2 separate regions of the Mus musculus genome follow, and region 1 is linked to region 2. Evidence: chromatin contacts called from public HiChIP or PLAC-seq data. All regions are on one chromosome and are shown on one strand. The core of a region is the stretch at or near the end of the contact, and the rest is flanking DNA. Distances in the headings are between cores, read along the strand shown.

Region 1 (6,752 bases), core at 1,179-3,678, 640 kb before region 2:
GAACACTGAGCAGGGGGCTGGGACCTTGCCTCTCAGCCCAAGAAACTAGTGCGTTTCCTGTATGCATGCCTCTCAGAGATTCCATAAGATCTGCCTTCTGCCATAAGATCTCCTGCATCCAGACAAGCCTAGGGGAAGTTGAGAGGCTGCCTGAGTCTCTCCCACAGGCCCCTTCTTGCCTGGCAGTATTTTTTTATCTGGAGGAGAGGAATCAGGGTGGGAATGATCAAATACAATTATCAAGGAAAAAGTAAAAAACATATATATATATATATTAACTGATCTAGGGAGCTGGCTCAGCAGTTAAGAGTTCTGGCTGCCCTTGCTTCAGATCTTGCTTTGATTCCCAGCACCCACATGATGGCTTTCAACTGTATCTCTGCTTCCAGGGGATCCAACAGCCTCTTCTGACCTCCATAGACAAGACCTAGTCCTCTGCAAGAGCACCAAATGCTCTTATCTGTTGATCCATCTCTCTAGCCTCATGCCAGATCATTTAAAACTACTGGACACTGTCCCATTTTACGAAGATGTCACTGCCCAGTCATTTGCCATGAGTGGATATTTCGATTCTTTCTATGTTCTCACCCTTGCAATTTATAAGAAAGATATCTGCATTTGTCTCCTGAGAGAACAAAGGGTGGAGGGCTACTGAGATGGCTCTAGGGGTAAAGGTGCTTGCCACAAAATCTGACAACTTAAGTTTGGTCTTGGAATCCACATGGTGGAGAGAGAGAAGAGATTCCCGTAAGTTGTCCTCAAACTTCCCACACATGTGCTGTGGCTTATGTGTAACCCCAATAAGTAAAGATAGTTTTAAACACTACATAAGGTAGGGTTTCTTCATGACCCCAAGGAATGATGCCCCTGATAGAGCTTATGCTGAAACCCCATCTCCATTGTGCCATCTGGAAAGAGACAATTGCATCCCGGAAACAGAATCTTCATGAATGGATTAATGAGCTATTAAGAAAGTGGCTTGGTTATTGCACATGCTGGCGGCGTAATGACCTCCACCATGATGTTATCCAGCATGAAGGTCCTCACCAGAAGTCATACAAATCTTCTTAGGCTTCCAGAGTCGTGAGCAAAAAAAGCACACCTCTAAATAAATTAACTAGCCTCAGGTAGTTAACCACCGAAAATGAACCAAGGCAGTTCTAATACAAAACCACTTCCCTTCCCTGTTCAAACCACAGTGCCCTATTATCTAAAAGATAAACTTCAAGCCAAGCTTTTAGGTTGCCAGTATTTATGTAACAACAAGGCCCGTTGACACACATCTGTAACTCCTAGTACTGGGCCTCAGGGGCAGAGACAGGTGGAGCCCTGGAGTTTGAATTCCAGGTTCTGTGAGAAACTCTGTCTGAAAAGACAATATGGTGAGTGACCCGGGAGGATATCTGATATTGACTTCTGGCCAACACACAGCCATCTCTGCACATCTGTAGTTGCAAGCCTTTTGCACTAAGTTTGGCCAGAGTCAGAGTTTGCAAGTGTTTGTGGACTGAATGCACGTGTTGCTGGTGATCTACAAAGTCACCCTCCTTCTCAAGCTAGCAGCACTGGCTTCGGCCAGCTGCTCATTCAAGCCTCTTTGCAGAGTCATCACGGGGATGGGGGAGCAGGGCCCCTCCCTAGAACACCAAGCCTGTGGTTGTTTATTCAGGACATTATTGAGGGCCAAGATGACAGATAACTCTATCACTTGGCCAACAGTCGGGTGTTGCGGTGTTAGGTTATTTCTGTGTCTGCAGAAAACAGTGCAACCTGGACAAAAGAAATAAATGATATCATTTTTCATTCAGGCAACTAGATTCCGTGGTACAAAAGGCTCCCTGGGGAACGAGGCCGGGACAGCGCGGCTCCTGAGTCGCTATTTCCGTCTGTCAACTTCTCTAATCTCTTGATTTCCTCCCTCTGTCTGTTTCCTTCCTCTTGCTGGGGCCCAGTGGAGTCTGTGTACTCACAGGGAGGAGGGTGGCAAAGCCCTGGTCCTCTACGGGCTGGGGGAAGGGGGGAAGCTGTCGGCCCAGTGACTTTTTCCCCTTTCTCTTTTTCTTAGAAACCAGTCTCAATTTAAGATAATGAGTCTCCTCATTCACGTGTGCTCACTATTCATAGGGACTTATCCACCCCCGCCCTGTCAATCTGGCTAAGTAAGACAAGTCAAATTTAAAAGGGAACGTTTTTCTAAAAATGTGGCTGGACCGTGTGCCGGCACGAAACCAGGGATGGCGGTCTAAGTTACATGCTCTCTGCCAGCCCCGGTGCCTTTTCCTTTCGGAAAGGAGACCCGGAGGTAAAACGAAGTTGCCAACTTTTGATGATGGTGTGCGCCGGGTGACTCTTTAAAATGTCATCCATACCTGGGATAGGGAAGGCTCTTCAGGGAGTCATCTAGCCCTCCCTTCAGGAAAAGATTCCACTTCCGGTTTAGTTAGCTTCCACCTGGTCCCTTATCCGCTGTCTCTGCCCACTAGTCCTCATCCATCCGGTTTCCGCCCTCATCCACCTTGCCCTTTTAGTTCCTAGAAAGCAGCACCGTAGTCTTGGCAGGTGGGCCATTGGTCACTCCGCTACCACTGTTACCATGGCCACCAAGGTGTCATTTAAATATGAGCTCACTGAGTCCTGCGGGATGGCTTGGTTGGTAATATGCTTGCTGCAAAATCGTGAGAACTGGAGTTCAATTCCCAGCACATGGATGTATTTCCAGCACCTGGAAGGCAGGGAGCAGAGATCTTAAAGCTCCTGGCCAGACAGCCCAGCCTAATTAGTAATCAGTGAGAGACCCTGTCTCAAGAAACAAGATGGAACATCAAAGGTCAACCTCTTGTCTCCACACACACAAATACACACATGCACATACATCCACACACAGGCAAACACATGCACACACCTGAACACCCTCCACAAATACATACATAAAAAAATAAATACATACACACATACATACATACACCAACATTCCCTCTCCTTAGTCTCCTGGCTACGCTCTTGTCACCCCCACTAAGGCTTCAACTTCTTCTATTTCTTCATCTTGACTCCTCTGTACTTTGCATGCCTTTTCCAGCAAAGGCTTTTCTTTAAATCTCCGTCATTCATAAACTCCCTCTAAATTTCTTCCCCTGCCCTTTTCTTTCTCTCTAGGGAGATAAAGACACACACTACAAAGTCACCGTGGGACCAGTTTATTCACCCACCCACCCCTGCTTCTGTTCATCCGGCCAGCTAAGTAGTCCAACCTCTCTGGTGCTGTACCCTGGACCCTGGCTTCACCACAGCTCCTCCATGCTACCCAGCCCTGCAAACCTTCAGCCTAGCCTCTGGTTCTCCAACCAGCACAGGCCCAGTCTGGCTTCTATGTCCTAGAAATCTCCTTCATTCTCTCCATTTCCCTCCTGAATCTACCACCTTCTTTCTCCCTTCTCCTGACCTCTAATGTCTTGGTCAAACGATTACAAGGAAGCCAATGAAATTAGCAGTTTGGGGTACCTCAGAGTCAGCAGGGGAGCTGGGATGAATTCACATTTCCAGGCCTTTGCTTTGCTCCCCGGATTCTGACAGGCAGTTCCGAAGCTGAGTCCAGGAAGCTGAATTTAAAATCACACTCCAGCTGGGTTCTGAGGCAGCCCTACCACATCAGCTGGCCCTGACTGAGCTGTGTCTGGGTGGCAGTGGTGCTGGTGGTGCTGGTGGTGCTGGTGGTGGTGGTGGTGGTGGTGGTGGTGGTGGTGGTGGTGTGTGTGTGTGTTTTCTGCTTTTACAAAACTTTTCTAATTCTTATACAAAGGACAAATCTGCCTCATATAGGCAGAAAGATGACTTATGCCTATATAAGATATAAAGATGACTTTATGCCACTTATTAGCAATAGTTACTGTCAAAAGTAATTCTATTTATACACCCTTATACATGGTATTGCTTTTGTTGGAGACTCTAAAATCCAGATTATGTATTTAAAAAAAAATTCCCCAGTCCTTAAAAGGTGAAGAATGGACCCAGATAGAAGGTCACGGCACAAGTATGGAGTCGGAGTGTGGAGTCCTGCCAATGGTCTGGACAGAAGCATCCAGAGAGGGTCCAAGACAAATGCCTCGCCTCCTAAGGAACACTGGCAGCCCTGATGAGGTACCAGAGATTGCTAAGTGGAGGAATACAGGATCAGACCCATGGAGGGGCTTAAAGCGTGACTGTAGCAGCCCTCCGCTGAGGGGCTCCAGGTGGGCGCCCAAGGTGCTGCAGTGGGAGCCACATGAGAGGTGATGTCTTGGAGTCACCTCGGGTACCATTGTTTAGGGAGGTGGGGATTTGTGGTGTGGAGACAGGCAGCCTCAAGGATGCTTTTCAACAATGGTTGATGAGTTGGAACTAAAACAGGGGCCATCACACTGGCTCCCATAGCTCTGGGCTTGCCAGCTTCCACATCTGCCCCCCACCCCCTGTCTGGCACCAGCTCAAGCTCTGTGATTCTACACATCCAAAAGAGGAAGAGTAGCCTACTGGGCATGCCACCTCTTCTGGACCATCAGGTGAGAGTGTGGCAAGCCCTAGGCTCCTGTCCAGGATGCAGGGCTGCCAGATAGGATGCTCAGCTATCTCCTGAGCTGGAACTATTTTAGGAATAAGGATTATGCCCGCCCGGGGTTGGCCAGCACCCCAGCAGCCTGTGCTTGCGTAAAAGCAAGTGCTGTTGATTTATCTAAAAACAGAGCCGTGGACCCACCCACAGGACAAGTATGTATGCATCTGTTTCATGTATCTGAAAAGCGACACAACCATTTTTCACATCATGGCATCTTCCTAACCCCCATTCTTTTTTGTTTTGTTTTTTTGAGACAGGGTTTCTCTGTGTAGTCCTGGCTGTCCTGGAACTCACTTTGTAGACCAGGCTGGCCTCGAACTCAGAAATCCTGGGATTAAAGGTGTGTGCCACCACGCCCGGCCCTAACCCCCATTCTTAATGGTGATCCAGTGGTTGAAATTTCGGGCCACACACATGTCCATTAGGGATTAGCTGCTGTCTTCTGAGCTACCTGGTACAATCTTTATCCCCTGGGGCCTGGGCTCCTGATCCCTGACTCGGGCCCGATCAAGTCCAGTTCCTGGGCCCGATCAAGTCCAGTTCCTGGGCCCGAACAAGTCCAGTCCCTAGCTCGATTAGCTCATCCTGGCTCCCTGGCCTGTTCTTACTTACACTCTTCCCCTTGCTCTGGACTTGTTGCTTTCTTTACTCAAGTTGTCTGCCACAGTCCCTAAGCCACCTCTGTAAGACAACTAAGATAATACTTCCCTCAAGCACGGAAAGTCCTGAGTCACCACACCCTCTGGAGGTGTGTGGACACATGTTCATGCGTGTGGTTGCGCTTACGTACGTGTGCGCATGCGCGTGGAGGACAGAGGTTGACACTGGGTATTTTCTCCCATTGCTTTCCACTTTACTTTTGCTTCATTTTGAAGCAGGGGCTCTAACTGAGCCTGAAGCCCTCCTGCCCAGCACTGAGATCACAGCTGTGAGCCACTGTGCCTAGTTTTTCCTGTTGGTGCAGAGGATCAAATTCGGACCCGCATGCGTAGTAAGCGGCCGTCTCCACAGCCCTGCCATTCATTTTTGAAGTTCCCAGAATACTACAGAATGAAGTACTGAGTACTCAGGACTGCCTGCTATCTAACGTTTACATGGATCAGAGTAAGAAGTGGGGTCTCTCAGCCCGCTTTTTTGACAGCAGTGAGGAGCTTGTGGGTGATAAGGAGTTGGGAGGCTCCAGGGATGGGGACAGTGAGCCCTCCCCACACCCCGTAGTTCTTGCAGTTTGCAAGTAACAGGCCAAATGTCACGTGTTCTTTTGACATTGTTAAGAGGTGTTCTTTGTTCTTTGGGATGCAGGATATAACTTTCCAATCCCACACCCCAAGCAGACCCAGTGAGGACTACAGTCTCCGGAACACATTAGGATGTGTGAATGTATTGAAGCAGGATGGGTGGCCACTCTTCCAGGCTGGCAGGCTGGAGAGCAGCAATGCTTTTACCTTACAGTGAGAGCATGCCACTCTTTAATCTCTGCAGCCCACTTCAGGTACATTTTCGAGGGATTCAAGGGTCATCAGTAGATATGGCTGAGCCACAGGACCCAGACATGGAGTGTGAGCCTGGCGGCAGAAAATTACTTGGGTCTCTTTGTCCGAATGCTCAAACAGACCCTCTCTCTCTAATTGATGGCTTTTTCCACATTCAGCTTCCTGGGGATATGAGGCCATGAGGTAGGTGGGAACCCAGGACCCCACAGCCTGTGGCTCTATCAGAACTATGAGGAATAGAAGTCATTTGCTCAAAGAAAAACTATGTTGTGAGTAAAGGCAATTGCTTAGCACTGGCCTGGCTGCATGTAAACTTCAGGGGTTGCTAGGCATTAGGGCTGCTTAGCAAGTGTGGCGGCTCACCAAGGCTGGCCCTTTAAAGGCTGTGAGCTGAACACAGCTTTCACAGGTGGATGATAGCAGTCTAGTTGATAGTAGAAAATCTGAACTTAGATTTCCTATAAGATGACATACCACCAAAAAATACCTCTCTTCTCACAATAAACTTGTGCTTAAAAAAATTATTCAAATTATTATGGTCATACTTAAAATTTTTTGTCAGTAACCGTTTTCGTGATTTTTTTTAAAAACTATTCTAGCCTGGCAGTGGTGGTGCACACCTTTAATCCCAGCACTTGAGAGGCAGAGGCAGGCGGATTTCTGAGTTTAAG
Region 2 (6,840 bases), core at 1,963-4,462:
CACTCAACACACATGCCCATTACAAGATACTATACAAGCAAGTTTAATTTTTGCATTCAACATGCACGGCCATTACAAGATACTATACAAACAATTTCAATTCCTTCCTGGACCCCATAGACTATCATATGAATTTCTGTGCGCACACACACACACACACACACACAGACAGCTTTTAAAAGAGGTTCTTGTCAAAAAGAAACTTGTATTCTAGTTGGGAAGGCCAAAGTTACAACTAAAAGAACACATTTTAAAAGCCACTGAAATGGCCAGTGGGTTGGCTCAGCAGGTAGAGGCACTGCTGCCAAGCCTGACGACCCAAGTTTGATCCCTGGGTCCAATGCAGCAGAAGGAAAGCACTCCCTACCCACACACTAAATAAATACTTTTTCAAGTAATGGGGAATTGGGGAAAGTTCCACTTCAAAAATAAGAAGAAAGCAATCAAGGCAGGTAGGGGATAACTGAGGGAGTATGCATGGATCCTTTGGCTCTAATATGAAGAAATTCCTGATTCAGCAATCTCAGCCCATTACCTTCTATATGGTAGAAGTAATGTTAGGAGCTAAGGATTCAGACTACTGAGGCGTCTCCTAACTGCAGGTTTATCTTGATTTTTAAAGAAAGTATCCCAGTATGTGTCCCAGCTAGCCTTCAACTTCCTATGTATCCCAGGCTGGTCATGAACACACAATTCTCCTTCTCCAGGCAAGCTGAATGCTCAGCCACCGTACTCGGCTTAATTAGTTATAATTAAGAAAGTCCTGAAAGCTAGGAATATAAATCAGTGGTACAGCATTTATAGTTTTTTTTTAAGATTTATTTATTATATGTAAATAAATCTTATATGTAAAAATTATATGTAAATACACTGTGGCTGTCTTCAGACACACCAGAGGAGGGCGTCAGATCTTGTTACGGGTGGTTGTGAGCCACCATATGGTTGCTGGGATTTGAACTCATGACTTTCAGAAGAACAGTCGGTGCTTTTACCCGTTGAGCCATCTCAACAGCCCGGTACAGCATTTATATAGCATGCACAAGACCCTAGGCTCAACTTCTAGGACAGAAAAAACAAAACAAAACAAAAAAAAACCAAGCAACAGCAACAAAATACCAAGCCACAGGAATCTAGATCAAACTATAGCATAGGCGGCGTTCTAACACAATACAGACATGCAACTAATACACTATCAGTGCCAGCTGGCAATAGCCTAGCATTTAGATGGCAGGGCAGGCAGATCTTAATGAGTCTGAAGCCAACCTGGTCTACCTAGCCTGCATAAGGAGTTCCAAGCTAGCCAGGGCTACATAGTCAGATGCTGTCTCAAAAACAAAGCAAAGAGCAAGTAAAGACAGAGACTGCAGCTGTGCAGCAAAACCAGCTGTTCCTCCCATCTGTGAGCACAGCACACTGAACAGAAAAGGCTTATTCCCAAGCAGGCGGAAAGCCAGGTAGCTGAAGGAAGCCTGTGGCTAGTTTAGAACTAATGAAAACCTGGGCTAACATTGAGAGCAGCACTAACATAACTTACCTTGCCAAAACTGAAACTAATGGTCCAAAAAGTAGCATCCTACAATCACCACACCTACAACAGAACCCCAGACCCCACAGGCAAATCCCACATACTCCGGACATCCCCAAGCTTACCAAAACATAAAATACTAAGAACACAAACATAAATGCAAGACACTCACACCATCCAGTCCATCGTGGCTATTGGTGAGGAGAATGGGGTCAGGGACTGGGAGGTTCATGTCTGAGTGGATCTGAGTTAGGTCATGGATATTTAGAATTGGTTCCTGAAAGAGAGGCATTCACCCCAAAACAGTATTAGTGTAAGTTTAAAACAAAATCAAAAACAAGGAGAGAGAGAAAGAGAGAGAGAGAGAGAGGAGTATTTCTTGTGAAATCGAAGAAAAAAAAGAATGCTTTACAGTACACAAGAGAACAGAATCAACACACAATCTGCCCCGCCTGTCACAAAGACAGGGACCAAAGAAGTAATTTAAAGAAACAAAAGTGTCTCTCACCTTCAAAAAACTATCAAGTTCTAGTAACTTCTTTGGGAAAAAATTTGCCACCAAGTCTTCTGCCTAGACAGAGAGAATACACCTGAATTAATAAACGTGGGACAGTCCCTCACTACAGATCTTTTGGGGACACCCCCAGCTATTAACCATCACCACTTTTCTCCTTTACAACACTCACCTCACTTGTGATCCGCTCTCTGAAAGAATCAACCTACAATGAACAGAGAGAGCAACTTAACACCTAGTGATACAAGGGCATGGATGGGGAACCCCAAATCCAGCTGTCTCGCCCTCACCTTGAAATTATAATTAGAAGGTGAGAGGCCCCCAGACTGCAAATACTTCATCTTTTTCAAGATCCATTTCTCCATCTCGGGAGAGGATGTTCGGGTTACAGGCCAGCACCTGTCTCCCCTTCTCTCCCTTCCTACCCACCCCTCACCTCCCTTTGTCCCTCCCTCCAGTTGTCTAAAACCCTCTCAATTTCATAAGCAGACAAAAGCCAGACTGGAAGAAGTGAGCTCACAAACGTGCCAACTCCCACCCAGACCTGGCCCCATCCTACGCAGTAAGCCAGCCTCCAAGGGCAGGGTCAGTGGCAGCGTCCGGGGGCGGGGACGTGGCTGGGCCAGGGGACTTCCACCTGTCATTAGCCTAAAGCATTGAGTTTAACACGTGTCCGCGGAGGAGTCCCTGGTGCACTCCATCACCAGAAGCAGGACAGAAAGCCACCCTATACGGTCCTCTCCAATGCCGTCTCCAGGCGTGGGGGGCTGGGTTGAGCCAGGCGGAAGCTCAGAGCTGGTGTCCCCAGGGAGACAAAGACGACATAGGGAGTGGGGAGCAGATCCGACTGCTGGGGGTTCGAAGGGAGGGATGAGGGGGCCGGAGCTATGCCGCTACCTTGAGCTTCACTTCCTGATCCACCTTCAGCAACGAGGCCATGGCCAGGCCGGGCCGTGTCCGCTCCGCTGGGTGCCGGAGGTGCTCTGGGCTCCGGGGAGGGCACCGGAGGGGCCTGAGGAATCTCCGTTGCCCTCGGGACCCGGGCACCCTCGCTGGCTTGCTCACCGCTTGCTCGTCCCCTCCCTCCGTGCCGGCCGGCCACCCGCCCGCCCGCCTGCTGGCTGCTTGCTCTCTCGCTCGCCCTCCCGGCTTTCGCCGCTCACGCCGGAAGTTGCGTCACAGCCAATCGCCGGCACTCCGGGGAGGATGAGCACGTGCCCTGCGCAGCCGCTCTGATACTCAGTTCTACAGGTTCCTGGAGGGGCTGTCGGAGCTTCCGGGCCTTGTGCCCTGTGGTGGTCAACCTAGGACAGGGATGCTGAGATCCAAACCTCCTGGGGACTCAAGAGTGATGTGTCTTATTGTCCCGGAACTCGACTTCACCGTGGGACCTCATGTGCCGGGGCTTCTGGAAGAGTAGGCGTCGCGCCCTAGTGACGTGAGCCGGAGAAGCCCGCGGCCCGGGTCCCTAGTTTAAGGTTCCGGGCTGTGACTGCTGACTCCCGCCTCCCGTCCCTCGGGCTAGTGTCAAACCGAAGACGCGTTCCATTGCACCGGGCTTTCCGGGGAAAGTTATCATAAACGTGCAGACCTCAGATACCAAATACCTGAAGGACAAATTCACGCCCAAAACAGCCTCGTGGCTTATCTAAGACACAACACGTTGCTTCCAATGACTTGACTAGAATCAAATCCTCCCAGTTCTAGAGGAAAAAGGTTACCATTTTCCTAACGCAAGTCTGAGACAGCATCTCCTCTTTCAACAATTAGGCAGTGTATCTTTTAGTTTGTGTTATTCCATGCAATCAAATGGAGTAGGGGTATGTGCTAGACCCCAGAAAAGTATTCTGGAGAGACTAGAAATGTGCGCATCATGTATATAGGGTAAAGTCTTCTAGCAGACACATTTTTTAAAAATTAAATAACTTTAGCCACTTCCTTTTTCTTTTCTTTTTTTCTTTCTTTTCTTTTCTTTTTCTTTTTCTTTTTTTTCTTTTTTTTTTTTTTTGGCGGGGGGAGGGGGGTTCGAGACAGGGTTTCTATGTGTAGCTCTGGCTGTCCTGAAACTGACGTTGTAGACCAGGCCTGGCCTCAAACTCAGAAATCTGCCTGCCTCTGTCTCCCGAGTGCTGGGATTAAAGGCGTGTGCCACCACTGCCCGGCTTAGCCACTTTCAATAACATTTATATTACAATGCAGTCAGCCTTTTGTATCTGGATTTCCAAATCACCGGGTCAACCAACTAAATGGAAAATATTCAGGAAACTTGAGCTACAAGGACCTAAAAGATGGATGACATAGTGGGAATTAAGGTACTCGCCTGTAAGCCTAGCTATGTAAATTCAATCCTTAGACACATACAGTATGAGAAAGAACCCCTGCAAGTGGTCCTATTACCTCTGCGCACACATTAGAAAGTAAGCAAGCAGCCATAGTAAATAATGACTTTAAATGCCTGAGCTTCGGAGTAAGGCCATATCTAAAAAGTAACAAAACAACCAAACAGGCTGGAGAGATGGCTCAGAGGTTAAGAGCACTGGCCACTCTTTCAGAAGTCCTAAGTTCAATTCTCAGCAACCACATGGTGGCCCATAACCACCTATAATGAAATCTGGTGCCCTCTTCTGGTGTGCAGGCATGTACACAGGCACAACACTGTATACACAATAAATAAATAAATACATCTTTTAAAAAGGAAGAAAAAACAACAACCAACAACAGGAAGTGTGATACACTGTAGTACTCAATAGCCATGTATAGCCAGCAACTCCTATATGGAATGCAACAGCTCTGAGATATAGACAATAAACAATCTGTTTAAAGTTTCTGTTTGTCACTGGTGCTTCATATTGGGGGAAAAAATGCCAGAAAATAAAGTGACCATAATGCAAAGAAATGGCAGGCAGACAATAGCAGGCAGGCAGGCAGGCAGTAACAGGAGTCTAAGATAGTCCTTCCCACTTACTCAAGTGGAAATACCACACACACACACACACCCCTTGTCCACTCACTTCTACCAGTTCACCTTTCACACTACATCCTGTTAACAGTAGTAACTTTCCATCTTACGGGATGCTTAACATCAGAATTCGCTCTCAGATTAACTTCCTTCTACTGTAACTGGGCCACTATTATGTGCGTCTTTCAGAATTCTAACTTCAAAACTAGTGTTTGTGCTTATTGAAATAATGGCTTCATGCTCAAAAACTTGCTTTGTCTTCAGATACACTGTAAGAAGGCAGACATACTTTTCCTGAAAGTTGTAGGCAGTGATCCATCAACTTACTGAGAAAACAATTGTAAATGCCTCTTGTTTTTGTGTGCTCCAGAATGGCTGGCCTTACTTTAAATTCATGTCCATAAATGTCAATCAAATGTACGATAACTCTTGAGCTCTTTCTCTGTGCTCTTGACAAGTTTTCCTCATATGTGGAATAACTGCCATGCTTTTTTTTTTTTAGGATTTATGTATTTATTTTATGTATATGAGCACACCATTGCTCTCTTCAGACACACCAGAAGAGGACATCAGATCCCATTACAGATGGTTGTGAGCCATCGTGTGGTTGCTGGGATTTGAACTCAGGACCTCCGGAAGAGCAGTCAATGCTCTTAACCACTGAGCCCTCTCTCCAGCCCCCATGGGGCACTTTCTTGATTGATGATTGATATGAAAAGATCCAGCAAAAAGTGGTTCTAGGGTTTATAAGAAAGCAAACTGAGCACGCCAAGAAGAGAAACCCAGAACCATTCTCCTGTTTTTCTCTTTAGTTTCCGCCTTCAGGTTCCTGCCTTGAGTTCCTGCTCTAACTTTCCTTCCTGTTAGACTGAAAGATGAAATAGACCCTTTTCTCCCCTAATTGCTTTCACTCATGGCTTTGATGTCAGCAGTAGAAGGGAACCAAGGTAGCACCTTAGCACGGAATTGCCAACCTACCAATACTTCCTGTCTTGCCTCATCTTCTCTCACTAGAGGAAACATCTCTCTTCCTGAGGAAGCCCATCCTTCCTTTTGTGCCTTGGAGTCCGTCCTCTTCCAGTTCTTGAGGAAATGCTTCAGCATCTTCTCCTCTTTCTTTTTATTTCTTGCTCCCCACCACCACTACCACCAGTCAGGGCTTGTGTGTAGTGACAGGTTGACCTCCAACTCACTATGTAGACTAAGCTAGTCTTGAACTCCCCATCCTCTTGCCCTCCACCTCCTCAGGGTTGGCCTTACACATATGTACTACCACGCATAGCTGCAAATATCTGGGCTTTAACAATACCTGGTGTGGTTCTCTTTGCCTCTTTCCCTCTAACAATTACTGTCCAAAATATAATTGTTTTAAATGAATTAAATGGAATTTTTCCTAATAACTCTGAAGTATGCCAAGATCGGAACCAGAGCTCTGGCCCTAGAGTATTTCGCGGCAAGGGAGAGAAACCAACCACTCATTTGATGATTATAATTTTTGAAGGAGTGAATGACCACATTTAATGGAGTTAATGTTTGTGTTTCAGAGAAAACTGGTAGACCACACGAAATGCAAAATTGTACTATATTTTTAATTTTTAAAGAAAACTTAAAAATAAAAATAAAATAATTGATTTTATTTAAGTACATGGGTGTTTTGCCTACGTGTATGTCTACTTAAGGGTGTCAGATTCCAGAGTTACAGACAGCCCTACTTTTTTTTTTTTTTTTTTCGAGACAGGGTTTCTCTGTGTAGCCCTGGCTTTCCTGGAACTCACTTTGTAGACTAGGCTGGCCTCGAACTCAGAAATCTGCCTGCCTCTGCCTCCCAAGTGCTGCTACTTT

What was found. HiChIP or PLAC-seq counts read pairs in DNA pulled down with a chosen protein or histone mark.
Region 1: an H3K27ac HiChIP or PLAC-seq map of microglia shows a contact between it and region 2, with 4 times the contacts expected there. The contact joins the promoter of 4930417O22Rik here to the promoter of Psme3 in region 2. A contact is called at or near these places in 1 of 39 promoter capture datasets (hippocampal neurons) and 1 of 115 datasets of contacts at active chromatin or transcription factors (microglia).

Annotation. Positions count from the first base shown.
Region 1 is chr11:101,948,097-101,954,848 of GRCm38.p6, reverse strand. 4930417O22Rik (RIKEN cDNA 4930417O22 gene) reads right to left here and starts at 2,428. Exons shown (of 4, transcript NR_045806.1): 1 at 2,370-2,428.
Region 2 is chr11:101,312,585-101,319,424 of GRCm38.p6, reverse strand. It overlaps Psme3 (proteaseome (prosome, macropain) activator subunit 3 (PA28 gamma, Ki)), which reads right to left and starts at 3,212. Exons shown (of 11, transcript NM_011192.4): 1 at 2,937-3,212; 2 at 2,212-2,244; 3 at 2,034-2,096; 4 at 1,698-1,802. The coding sequence starts at 2,978.